Regions from separate parts of the Macaca mulatta genome. Here region 1 is linked to region 2. Evidence: chromatin contacts called from public Hi-C data. All regions are on one chromosome and are shown on one strand. The core of a region is the stretch at or near the end of the contact, and the rest is flanking DNA. Distances in the headings are between cores, read along the strand shown.

Region 1 (6,424 bases), core at 1,450-3,949, 670 kb before region 2:
CAAGCACCTGGATCAGAATATATGAGTACAAAGCCTTATGGCTTCTGTTCCCGCTGATTAATTATTTACTTAGAAAGGTTATTTGCCCACTTGCCCCGCTAAAAAGGACAAGGCAGAGCCAGGAAGGCTGAGTGTGCCTGTAGTCCCCACTACTCAGGAGGCTGAGGTGGGAGAATCACTTGAGCCCAAAAGTTTGGGACTGAAGTGCACCATGATCGCTCTCCTCTGAAATAGCCACCACACTCAAGCCTGGGCCACATAGAGAGACTCTATCTCTAAAAATAAATAAATAGCACAGGACAAAATATGTTTGGATTATGAACTTCAGCACCATCTTAGCACATCCTTTCATACAAGTTCTTACTTAGTAAAGAGAATCCTGCAGCTCAGCAAGACTAATTCCAGCTACTTTTGCATGTTTTACATTGAATCTTCAAACTGTAAAAAAAAGTTCACATTCTGCTATGTGAGTAAACTTTGTAAGATTTGATTCCTTTTAGAAGATAATCTGAATAGGCAGAAGGCTGTACCCATGTAACTCCCACAGGATTAGGAAGAGTGGGTAGTCTACCTATTCAGATTATCTTCCTGACTCATTCCAGGATTCTGATTAACGCTTCGTTTGGGTCCCCACATTTCAGCAGGTACTGGTTTAAAAGCCCTGGATAAGCTGATTGCATAAAAACAAACCAAGTCACACCTACAGTCTGTTGACCTTATCATTTTGTTCTGTATGTCTCCACAAGTTATATTAGTTTACATGTTACACAAGAATATGTAAGGTAAATTGTCCATCATTGTTTGAAATTGACAATTACCTCATACTCTTAAAATAAAATGTTTACTGTTAGAATCAGAGGCCAGACTCTTTGATAGTAAAGCAGTCAGGAGAGGACGATTTTTGCACTGAATAGATCAGAGCTGTTCACAAAAGCTTACAGAAACTCAAAATTGTGCAGTAAGTCCTCACTCTACCAACCATCAGCCCAAAACTGAAGGTTGCTGGGTTTGGGTGGCTGAGAAAATGGAAGGAAAGAAAAGGAAATGACTCAAAGTAATCGTGCTTACAGCATGAGTCCTCTTCATCTCCATTTGGCAGTTTAGATTTGAACCATCATCAGTTGTGGGGAATGAGAGCACACATCAAGTACACAAGGAAAGGTTGTGCTCACAGAACTTGTTTGCTTTATGTTGCTGGCGTTCTGCTTTTTAAAATATTGTTGCTCTCATCACATTTAAATATGTAACTAGGGCACTTAAAACATTTTGGGAAAATTAAAAAGTTTAAGTCCCAAGTTCATAAATGGGATGGCTCCTAAGTTATTTTCCATGCTGATAATATTTAAAATACACAAAATAGAGTCAATATAATCAATGCGTGATGTTGGCATTTAACTCATTTAAAAATCAAGGCTTGAAAGTCTGTGAAGTAGGTGGGTAGTACTGAAGAGCTCCTCCTAAGCCAGGTCTGAACTTTATCAAGTTAGTCTTGTCCTCACAGGGTCTGTTCACACACACACACACAATACACGTTATCTACCTAAAAATGACTAACGTCACCACATCAGTTTTGATACTATGTTTCAACTTGAATGTCAAAGCCCATCGTGGGCACAGAAAGATTGGTGCTGCAATGGGTCCATAATATCCTCATCCATTTTATTTCTACCGAAAGTCAAGACTAGCATTTTTTAAACGCCGAGATTTTAAACCACGGTTCCTGTGAGTGGAGCAAAACCAGCCATTCAGTCGCCAGGTCCCATCTCATGTCCTGAGGCTTCAAGGACTATCAATCTCTATACTGGTGCAAGGGGAACATCCCAGGTGGGAGGCCCGGAGGCCGAGGGCGCGCAGCCCCCCAGCAGGGTACCCACGCCCGGCTCACCCCCGCCTCCACCTGCCAAGGGCCGGACCGCGGCCCGGCTTCCCGGGGGAGCGCCCGCGCTGACCAACGCCCGGGCGCCGCGAGTGTCAACGCCGGACACCGTCTGCAAACAAAAAGCGATCCTCGGCCCGACCCCAGGCCCCGGCGCCGGCCCCGGGACCCCAACCTGCCCCTCCCACCGCGGCCGCCCCGGACCGGGGGCGCAGCACAAAGGCCGGCCCGACCCGCTCGGCGCCGCGGGAACAAAGGCGGCCGCCTCGGCCGGGCCGGGCACAGGTGCAGCCGCAGGGCCCGGCCGGGCCCAACATGGCCGCGCCCGCCCGCCCGGCCCCGTTAGCCGCCGCCGCCCGCAGGCCGCCGCCCCTCCCCTGCCCGGACGCGTCCTGGCCTCCGCGGTCCGCCCGGTCCTCCCGCCGGCCCTCAGGCCTCCGCGGTCCTCGCGGTCCCCCCGGTCCCCACGACCCTCTCGGGCCGCTCAGCCTCCCGGTCCCCCATCCCCTGAGCCGGCCCCTCAGGCCTCCTCGGTGCCCTCAGTCCTCCCGGGGCTCCCGCCCCCTCAGGCCTCCGCGGTCCTCCCCGCCGCCCCTCAGGCCTCCCACAGCCCGGCCTCCCGGCCCCAGCCCCGGCGGTTGGCGGCCCGCGACGGTTGGGCGGGCGCCCCAGTGACCTGCGGTGCGTCGCATCCTCGGCGGGCGGCTCTCCGGAGCGGCAGGCTAGGAGGGGGCCGGGGCCGTGCGGCGTAAGGGCCCAGACGGGGAGGGGGCGGCGGCGGCGGGCGCAGCGCGGCCAGGCCGAGGCTCTCGCGCGCGGCGCCGACCCCGCCCCCGCGCCTCCCGCCCGCCGCCGCCGCCGCCGCCGGGGCCGCCGCCGCCTCGCAGAAGCCGCGGGAAAAGTGCGCGCCGCTGATTGGCTGCCGCGCTCGCGGGGCCCGCGGACCGGGCTTTTCAAATCCGCGCCGGGGCCGCGCACGGGCGGGGCGGGCAGGCACGCGGCGGGTGGCGGCCGCGCGGCCGGGCGGGGCTGGCAGCGCCGGGAGGGCAGGGCCGCGGACCCCGCGAGCCGCCTCAGAGGAGCGCCGGGCGCGCGCCCTGCTCCCGCTACTCGGCGGCGCGCACCCGGCTCAGACCCGGCGGCCTCAGGCGCCGCGCGCAGTGACGTCACGGTCCGCGCCCAATCACCGTCCGGAGCCGGCGCCCCAGAGCCGTGGGCGCGCGGCCGCGTAGGCCGGCGTTGGGCGCGCGGCCCGCCCGCGCGGGTCCGCAAACTCCTGTCCCGTGAGAGGGGCGCGGGGCCTGGGGTCTGGGGCCCGCGGCCCGCGGGAGGCGGTTGGCGGCGTGCGCCTCGTGGAGCGGCAGTGCGGGGACGGGTGGGGAAACCGTCGCAGAGGCTCAGCCGTTGCGGGCCCGGGGCCTCAGCATAGACGTGGCGGAGAGGGTCAGACGCCGCGACGGGGCAGGGCGTCGTGCTCTTCCCGCCTAACGGCCGCAGGGCGTGAACAACGAGTGCCCCCGGCGAGGGTCCGGCCCGGAGCTGGGTGCGGCTGCGGGAGGACCGCTTGCAAGGGGAGGACGCCGGGTCCAGGGGCGCTGCCCCAGCGCCGCTGCGGTAGCGCCGGGCTTAGCGGGGTGGCGCGGGCTTGCGGCTCCGGGAGGAGGAGGAAGCGGCGCGGGCGAGCGGGGAAGTCAGACGCTGCAAAAAGCGAGAGGGCCGGGCCGCTGAAGCCGATGTGATTTGCTGCCTGCCGCTCATGGAAGTTCGGCTCCTGCCTCCAGGTGCTGCCCGAGCCGGCGGCCTTGGGTTTTCTGTCAAGCAGGTTCGGGGAGCCGGGGACACCTTCGGCCTTGAGCTTTAGTGTCTGCTCGAGCTTTACAGGCCCAGCTTGAGGCCTCGTTGAGAAGAGGGCCCAGGGGAGCCTGGCGAGAGTTTGGTCAAGGAGAGCTTTGTTAAAGTGCGCCACCCGAGTTCCCCTCAAGAAGGGTCTTGCTGCCCGGCCTCGGCTATAGAACGCCACCTCAGCCCAGGTTCTGCCTCCCCGGACCCAGCTCCAGCCGCCAAGGAGTGGCCACAGTTCACCTCCCCTCTTCCTCTCCCGCGCCGCCTCCACTGCTGTCCCTTCACAGGTGCTGGGCCCTGTATAGGTTGAGTTGTGCCCCGCCCAAAAAAAAAAGTGTTGCTGCAAGACTTACTGTAAGGCTATAGTAATTGAGATATTGTGGTACTGGTGGAAAAATACACAAATAGATCCATAAACAAAATAGAGAACCCGGATATAGACCACATAATGGAGTCAACTGAGCTTGACTTTAGGAAATGGAGAAAAGACATTTCAACAAATGGTGCTGGAACAACTGGATGTCCACATGCAAAAAAAATCAGGCTAGACACAGAATTTACACCCTAAACAAAAATTAATTCAAAATGGAGCCAAGGCCAGTGGCTCACACCTGTGAGAAGTGTGAGCCAGCACTGTGGGAGGCCAAAGTGGAAGGATTGCTTGAGCCCAGGAGTTGGAGACCAGACTGGGCAACATAGCAAGACCTCGTCTCTATCACCAAACAAATAAATGAATTTTTAAAATGACGGCCAGGGCCGGGCACGGTGGCTCACACCTTTAATACAAGCACTTTGGAAGGCCGAGACAGGTGGATCGCCTGAGGTCAGGAGTTCCAGACCAGCCTAGCCAACATGGTGAAATGCCGTCTCTACTAAAAAAAAAAAAAAAAAAAAAAATACAAAAATTAGCCATGCATAGTGGCGGGCACCTGTAATCCTAGCTACTCAGGAGGCTGAGGCAGGAGAATCACTTGAACCTAGGAGGTGGAGGTTGCAGTGAGCCGAGATCATGCCACTGCACTCTAGCCTAGGTGACAGAACAAGACTGTCTCAAAAATAAAAATAAAAAAACAAAAAGTTGACAAGCCAGGCACAGTGGCTCACACCTATAGTTGTAGTTATTTCGAAATCCGAGGCAGGTGGATCATTTGAATCCGGGAGCTCTGGGCTATGCCAATCAGATGTCTGCACTAAGTTTGCCATCAGTATGGTGACTTCCCAGGAGCTGGGAACCACCAGGTTGCCTAAGGAGAGGGGAGCCAGCCCAGGTCAGAAACAGAGCAGGTCAAAACTCCCATGCTGATCAGTAGTGGGATTGCACCTGTGAATAGCCACTGCGTTCCAGCCAGTACAACATAGCAAGACCTTCCTTGTCTTAAAAAGTGGACAAAAAGGCAGTGGCTCACACCTGTAATCGCAGCATTTTGGGAGGCCAAGGCAGGAGGATCCCTTAAGGCTAGGAGTTTGAAATTAGCCTGATCAACATAGTGAAATCCTGTCTCTACAAAAAATTAAAAAACAGCCAGGCATGGTGGTGCATGCCTGTAGTCTCATCTACCCAGGAGGCTGAAGCAGAGGGATCTCTTGAGCCCAAGAGTTACATGAGGCTACAGCGAGCTGTGATTGCACCACTGCATTCCAATCTGGGCAACAGAATGTGATCCTGTCTATAGTAAAGTGGACAAAAGACCTCCACAGATGCCTCCTCCCTAAAGTAGATATCCAGATGGCAAGGATGCACGTGAAAAGAAGATCCTCACTGTCAGGGTGTAATCTCAACTACTCAGGAGGCTGAGGTGGGATGACTGCTTGAGCCCAGGAGTTTGAATACAGCAAGACCCCATCTCTCAGAAATAAGAGGAAGAGAGACCTGGGCTAGCAGTTAGTATGCTCAGCCCCCTTGTCATGGGACGCCTGGGACGCTTCACAGAGTCCTCACCAGCAAGAACACTCTCATCAGACACACCTCTTGGACCTTGAACTTACCAACCTCCATAACCGTAAGAAATAAATTCCGGCCAGGTGCAGTGACTCATGCCTGTAATCCCAGCACTTTTGGAAGCTGAGATGGGGGACTCCTTGAGCTCAGGAGTTTGAGACCACCCTGAGCAACATGGCAAAACTCCATCTCTATTAAAAAAAAAAAAAAAAAACTGCAAAATCAACTGGGTGTGGTGGTACATGCCTATAGTCCCAGCTATTCAGGAGACTGGGTGGGAGGATCACTTGAGCTCAGGAGGTTGAGGCTGAGTGAGCCATGATTGTGCCACTGCCACCGCACTCCAGCCTGGGCAACAGAGTGAGACCCTGTCTCAAAAATAAGTAAGTAAATAAATTCATTTTCTTTTTTTAATCATCCAGTTTCAGGTAGTCTGCTATAAGCAACAGAAAACTAAGAAGCCAATCTGAAAGGGCTACAAACTTGTATGATTCCAACTCCATGACATTCTGGAAAAGGCAAAACTATGGAGACAAAAAATTAGCCAGGGGTTAGGGCAGGGAGGGATGAATACGCAGAGCACAGATGATGTTTAGGACAGTGAAATACTCTATATGACACTGTAACAGTGGATACAAGAATGTACAGCACCAAGAGTGAACCTAAAACTGGGTTTTCAGTGATAATGATGTGACAATGTGGGGTCATTGATTATAAGAAATGTACTACTCTAATGGGGAATGCTGATGATGGGGGAGGCTGGGTGT
Region 2 (6,532 bases), core at 3,217-5,716:
CTGTTATCATGGGAGTGGGCTTCTTATAAAAGGGTGCATTCAGCACCCTTTCCTTTCTCCCTCTCTTTGCCCTTCTGCTATTCTGCGATGTGAAGATGCAACAAGAAGGCCCTCACCAGATGCAGCCCCTTGAGGTTGAACTTCCCAGCCTCCAGAACCATAAGCCAACAAGCTTCTGTAAACTATAAGTTACCCACTCTGTAGTAGTCTGTTACAGCAGCACAGAATGGATGAAGACATCCTCTGTATCATTTTGCAATCCTACAAGAAAGGTGTTCTTTTGTACTCATTTCATCACTGGCTAAACTGGACTCTAGAGGGCTAAAGTAACAAGGCAGGTCTGTCCGCTTCCAGAGGACCTGTCCTGCAGTGGCGGTTCTGGGCTCCCCTGGGCTTTGTGGCACTTTACAGCTTGCAGTCATCCTGCAGGTAGATGTTATTTCTCTTCCCATCTTATGGCTGAAAACCAAGCCCTTATAGCAGTTATACAAGTTATGTGGCAGTGTTCAGCAATTGTATTAAAAATATTTTAGGTAGACAATGTGGTGTGTATATGTAATGGTACACCAGTCAGCCTTAAAAAGGAAGACAATGCTGCCATATATGATGATATGGATGAACCAGGGCGTTATGTGAAAAACCCAGGCACAGAAAGACAAATGCTGCATGATCTCACTTACAGGTGAAATCTAGAAAAGCTGAACTCACAGAAGCAGAGGGTAGAATGGTGTGTATCTGGCACTGGGGCTGGGCAGTGATGTTGGTCAAGGGATACATTTCAGTTACATTGGAGGAATATGTTCTAGGGATCTATAGTAGGACATGATGACTATAGTTAGTAACAATATATCGTGTGCTGGAAAATTGCTGAGAGTAGATTTTAAGTGTTCTCACCACACCAAAAAACGACGAGTGTGTGAGTTAGTGCATGTTAACTTGATTTAGCCATTCCACAATGTATACATATTTTAAAACAAGTTGTAAACAATAAATATATACAATTATTATTTGCCAATTAAAATACATACATTTTAAAATATTTTAGATATTTGTCCATTTTTGTTTCAAGTTTACTTGTTGGTCATTTTATTGTTAAAAATTTCTTGGTTGTTTTTGGCCGGGCGCAGTGGCTCACGCCTGTAGTGGCTCACGCCTGTAATCTCAGCACTTTGGGAGGCTGAGGCAGGTGGATCACCTGAGGGTCAGGAGTTCGAGAGCAGCCTGACCAACACAGTGAAACCCCATCTCTGCTAAAAATACATAAAATTAGCTGGGCGTGGTGATGGGTGTTCTCCAATTCCAGCTACTCGGGAGGCTGAGATAGGAGAATCACTTGCACCCAGGAGGCTGAGGTTGTAGTGAGCTGAGATTGCACTATTGCACTCCAGCTTGGGCAACGAGCGAAACTCTTGTCTCAAAATAAATAAATAAAAATGACTGTTTTTTTTTCTGTGTGTACATGACTGACAACACCAGTGGTTTCCTTTAACACCTCATCAACGTTCCCAGGCACTTTTTGTATTTGAGGTATGTGAAGTAATAGGGTGGCCCTTGTCCTGAGTGTGATACTGAACACACCGACTGATAAAATGGGGGCCTTTGGCTGCACACCAGACGCTCTGGGTACTGATGAGCTCGCCCCCGACTCTGCCAGAAATCAGAACGGTGGTCCAGGAGAGTTAGCAGAAAGAGGAGGAACCAGACGCAGTGATCTACCTGGTTTGTCCTGGTGTCAGGTAACTTGGAGTTTTTCTTTCACACGTGGCTGGTACACAGGAGCACTCATAAATACCCGAGTTGAATAATATAGTCCATTGACCTGGAGTTGCATGAAGCAGCATTCATCCATCCAAAATGCTGATGCTTCTTCAGAGTGTACTGAATTTTCCCCCAATCCTAGGTTGTCCCACGTGATGGACAAAAATACCCCGTGTGGGAATGAAGGCTGGCCGGGGGGAACCTGGTGCCCAGGCTTCTGGCATCCCCACCAAGGTGACTCTCCAGCGGCTCCTAGGACAGCCCATCCGTGTAGGGCAAACGCCACGAGACCCTCCTGTGTGCAGGCACATGACAGGCCCAGGCACAGGGAGGCAGGTGGGCAGGCACAAGAGCAGCCAAACACTGACCCTGGAGGGCGGGGGTCATCTGCTCATCATGGCAAGGACTGGAAGTGGGAGAGGCAGGCAGCGCCCACTGGGGTTGGGACGAGCTGTGCACACGGCTGGGTGCACACAAAGCTGAGGCTTCTTTGTGAGCAACACAGTCACATTTGGGTGTAGGAATCTTGGCTGGAGTTGCCCAACGTGGGGAGCAGACAGCTCTGCAGCCAGAATCACAGCTGGAGAAGGAAGCACTTGGAACAAGCCAGGACAGTGGGACGGGCCAGGGCCAAATAAGAGTCGTGATAACGCACTGACAAGTTGTGTAGAGGGACACTGTGCAGACGGAGGCCATGGGGCGTGCTGATGGGGAAGACGATGGATCCCTGGCTGGCATGCATCCCTCTCCGTTCTTAGTTGCCTGTGGAATTCCAGCGAGCTCTGCTCCAGCTACACTGGACATAAAAGTGCGCAGGAAATGGATCCTGGAGAGGAACTGCTCTTCTGGACTGAGCTTGCTGCTCAGGGCAGCCTCACCTACAGGACCCAAAGCCTTATGTGATGTTTGCTGGACACTCAGCCACGTGGCTGCCTGTTGAGCTCTGCCAGTCCACGTGGGAGCCAGGAATTTCTCCCCAGAAGCCTCTCCATTTTATTCACCAATGCCCAGTAAATCACAACCTGACTTGCTGCAGAGGATGGAGTGCCTGGGACCCGTCTGTCCCCAGCTTCCCTGGGGAAAGAGGGAGTGGCATGTCCCTGCTGCCTTCTGGGCTGCCTGTCCATGCAGAGCAGATAGGAAAGTCCAGTGAGGTCCCTGCCTGTGCACTCCACCAACCACATCATCCCTTCCCGGCAGCCTCACCTAGGCCCCTCCATCTGTGACCCCTTGTCCCCTGCACCGATGTCTGGCCTTGGAGGTTGCTGCTCATTTTTCTGGAATTTTCTTAGATCTCTGCAGGGCTGCCCCTCCCCCTACAAGGGCTCCACACGTGTTCCCTCCTTCATGACTCCCACTGGGCTTCCCTGACAGGGCCCCACCCTCCCCAAAGCTCTGGTGACACCTGCCAGGTTTCCTCCAGGCCACAGCTGGGCAGCCCGGTCTTAGAACAGAAAGTGGTACGCATGGCAGGCCCGACTGAGGGCCCAGCACTGTCAGTGGGGTCAGAGGTCTTCCCAGGCCTGGAAGGGCAGACATGGGCTTCTCAGGGCAGCCTAGGACGCGTCCTCACGAACCACAGCGAAACTAGAGCAGGTGTCTCTCGGATAGGAGTCTGCATCATTCCGTCTCCAGGCTGTGGTTTCTCAAATTATGCAACTATCTGATCATTCCAGTGTGCTCAGAGTAGCCACGCGCAGAGGCCCTTCCCACAACTCCCCACGGGGTGGATGGAAGCGTCCACTCGCGGCGCGAGGAATATCCCTGGGCCCCTTGGGAGAGTCTGCAGGGGCAGCCCCTGGGTGAGCAGGCCCGGTGCGGCCTCTCCCTGAAGGGACTTTCGGGCCCTCCCGGGTCGGGGCGTCTCCCGCAGCGGGCAGAAGCAGAGCTGGCTACAAACCCTACTCTTGTTAAAGGAGAAACGGGGTCGAGAAGGGGGTTCTCCAGCCCTGAACTTCCCGGGCCGGGAACAGCGCCCTGGGCCGGGCAGAACGCGGCCCCTCCCGGAGTCGGGGTCCCCCCCGGCTGGGGACGAACTGGGGCGGGCGCGCTTCTCCTCCCGGGGCCCCATGTGCGGCCGGCTCTTGGACGGTAAATCAGGGCCCGGGTGGGGGCGATGGGGGGAACCCGCGGCCTCGGTGCCCCTGGCCAGCCCCGGGGACAGCGGCACCGCAAGGACAAGTCTTCGGAGGCGCACGGGCCAGGCCGCGGGGCCAGAAGCGAGCGGGGGAGGGCGGCGGCTGGCGGGGCGGGAAGGGAGCGGGGCGGCCGCTGCGCGGAGGAGCGCCATTTACGTTCGGGTCCGTTCCGGGCGCTGACGTGGGCGACCCTGCCTCGGCTTCCGGGCCCGGCGCCGTCCCGCAGGGGGCCTCGGGGCGGGCGGCGCTCCCGCCAGCGGTGCTGAGCCCGGCCCGACCCTGCCCGCCTTCCTCCGGGACAGGCGGTTTAGAACGTGCGGAACACCGGGCCTCGGGCCTCCGCCGGGCTGCAGGCCCCGTGAGCTTCCCGCCAGGCTCCCGCCCCGCCCCGCAGCCGCGCCCGGCCAGGCGGGCCCTGAGCCGCCCGCGTGAGTCCGTGCGCCGCCCGCGCCGGGAACCAGGAGACCAACCGCGAGGCCCCGCCCGCGCGCGCCGCCGTGTCCCCGCCCGCGCGGTCGTCGGAGCGCGGCTCAGCGGCGCGGCGGAGGCTCGGCACGGCGGCGGCCAGGCGCAGGCGGGCGGGCGGAGCAGCGGACGGCACCGAGGCCGCCCCACGCGCCGGACTCGCGGCGGCGCAGCGCGCCGGAGTGGTCGGGGCCCGCGGCCGCTCGCGCCTCTCGATGGGCAGCTCGCACTTGCTCAACAAGGGCCTGCCGCTCGGTAAGGCCGCGCGCGCGCGCGTTTCCGGCCGCGGGCGGGGGCGGGGCGGGGCGGGGGCCGCGCGGGCGGGGGGCGCGGGGGCGGGCCGAGCGCGCGCCCGCGGGCCGCCGGCTTTGTGTGCGAGTGCGCGTGCGCGCCGTCGTCCGCGCGTGGCCGCGGTCGGGGGCGGGACCGCGGCAAGGGTCGTGCGCATGCGCGGGCCGCTGCGTGTGAGCGAGCGCCGCCGTGTGCCCTCCCCGCCCGCGGCCCGCGCAGGTGACACAAAGGGGCCCGTGGGCCTCCAGGCTGCTCCACCGACCCCAGCCCCATGGGACCCGGGACGGCACCCCGAGTCCGAGTCCCGATCCCCGGCCGCTACCCCGTCCCCGGTCACGACCCCGCGGCTGGGCCTGCGGGACCGGGGTGGGAGCTGCGCCGTGCGCAGCTACGGGTGTCCTGGGGAGCGCGCTCCCGGGCCACTCGCGGGAGCGCGCCCCCTCCCGCCCTGAGGCTGCCGGCGACCGCGGCCGCGCGCTGTGGGGGAAGGGGACGGGGCCCGGGCGCCGGGTCTGACCGTGGAGGAGGCCGCCGCCCTCAGACCGGGCCCAAAGCGCAGCCCCCGGCGGTGACGCGGGCGGTCCCCGGGGGTCTCCGCTCCCGCGAACTCCGCGAGGGCCCGGCCCGGCCCGGCGCCTCCACCTGCCTCTGCCTGTGCCGGCCCGGGTCCCGGGGCGCCTTCCTCGCCGGCTGCGGCCGCGGAAGCAGGGAGCACGGGCGGACGCCGGGCGCACGGCCATCGCCATCTTGCAGCGCCCGCATCCTGGGCCGGCCCGGGCCGCTCCGCGGAGCCTTTCTCTCCCTCGACCCGGCTGCAAAGGCAGAGCCCGCGCGCTTGATCCCCGGGCCAAAACTGGAGCGTTCTCTGGCGGCCTCCAAGGGCACCGGTGTCCGGAAGCCCGGCCGGGGCCAGAGCCCTTTTGCTGTAGTCTCCGCGATTGCCGGGACAGAATTCCCTTCCAGTGGGGAAAAGGGAAGGCGGTCGCGCCCTTCCCGGTGCCCTGAGTGGGGAGGTGAAACCCTGAGAGTTGGGGCTAGAGGGCCCGGAGCCAGGGCCGAGGCGGCGGGTGTGCAGAGTGCTCCGTGGAGCCCGAGCACCCCCCCCCCAAGTCCTCTCCACCGTTTCTGTAGGAGCTCGGCAGGGAGCACAAGTCCGTCAGGAAGAAAACGGCGCTGGTGGCTGGGCCCGCGCCGCGGGCGTCCTCGCTGAGCTCCTAGCGCATGGCCTGTGCGCGTCTGTGTACCCGTCTGCGGCTTGGGGCAGGGTTGGGGCAGCACCGTGGGGTAACTATTTGCCGTTGCAGCTGAGGATGACAGCTGCGGTTTGGGGGTCCCTCGTTCTGTGTCCTGGAACTTTGTAGGGCGTGGCTCTGCCCTGGGCCTCAGCACCAGGTCTCCCCTGCCCGCCCAGGCCTGGCCACCTCCCTCTGGGGTCTGGGTTTGGCTCCTGGTTGGCACTGTCAGCTCTGCAGACGCGTTTTGCCCTTTGTGATTCTGTCGCCCATCTTTGAGCACCTGCTTCCATGCTGGCGTCCTCTGCAGAACTCTGGGAGGGACATGCAGTGGGGGCTGCATCTACTCACTGCCCGGGGTGCCTTGTCCACCTGCCTGGCCGTTTTTGAGGTGTCTGCCATGTCCGCAGCATGTACTTCGTCCTGTCAGCCTTGACCAGGGCAGCTGTTAGTTCTGAGAGGTGGACATGTGGTTGGGAATGTCAGTGAGTAGGATCTTCCGTTTTGCACACTTGTCATTAACCTGAGAACATGGCAGTGGGGGAGGGGAGGTTTGGCCCCGGGTGCAAGGGACTGTGGGCTGGTCCTGTCCGTCTGCTGAGTGGGATGGGCCTTGGCCCAGTCCTGTGGGCTTGGCGCAGAACCGAC

Evidence for each region. A called contact is a pair of places that touch in the nucleus more often than the background predicts.
Region 1: a contact with region 2 is called in a Hi-C map of fetal cortex germinal zone, with 2.6 times the contacts expected there. The contact joins the promoter of NSD2 here to the promoter of CTBP1 in region 2. A contact is called at or near these places in 2 of 14 Hi-C or Micro-C datasets (blood and fetal cortex germinal zone).

Annotation. Positions count from the first base shown.
Region 1 is chr5:1,986,477-1,992,900 of T2T-MMU8v2.0, reverse strand. NSD2 (nuclear receptor binding SET domain protein 2) reads right to left here and starts at 2,699. Exons shown (of 21, transcript XM_078002897.1): 1 at 2,553-2,699.
Region 2 is chr5:1,321,703-1,328,234 of T2T-MMU8v2.0, reverse strand. It overlaps CTBP1 (C-terminal binding protein 1), which reads left to right and starts at 4,466. Exons shown (of 10, transcript NM_001266780.1): 1 at 4,466-4,616. It also overlaps the pseudogene LOC106998226.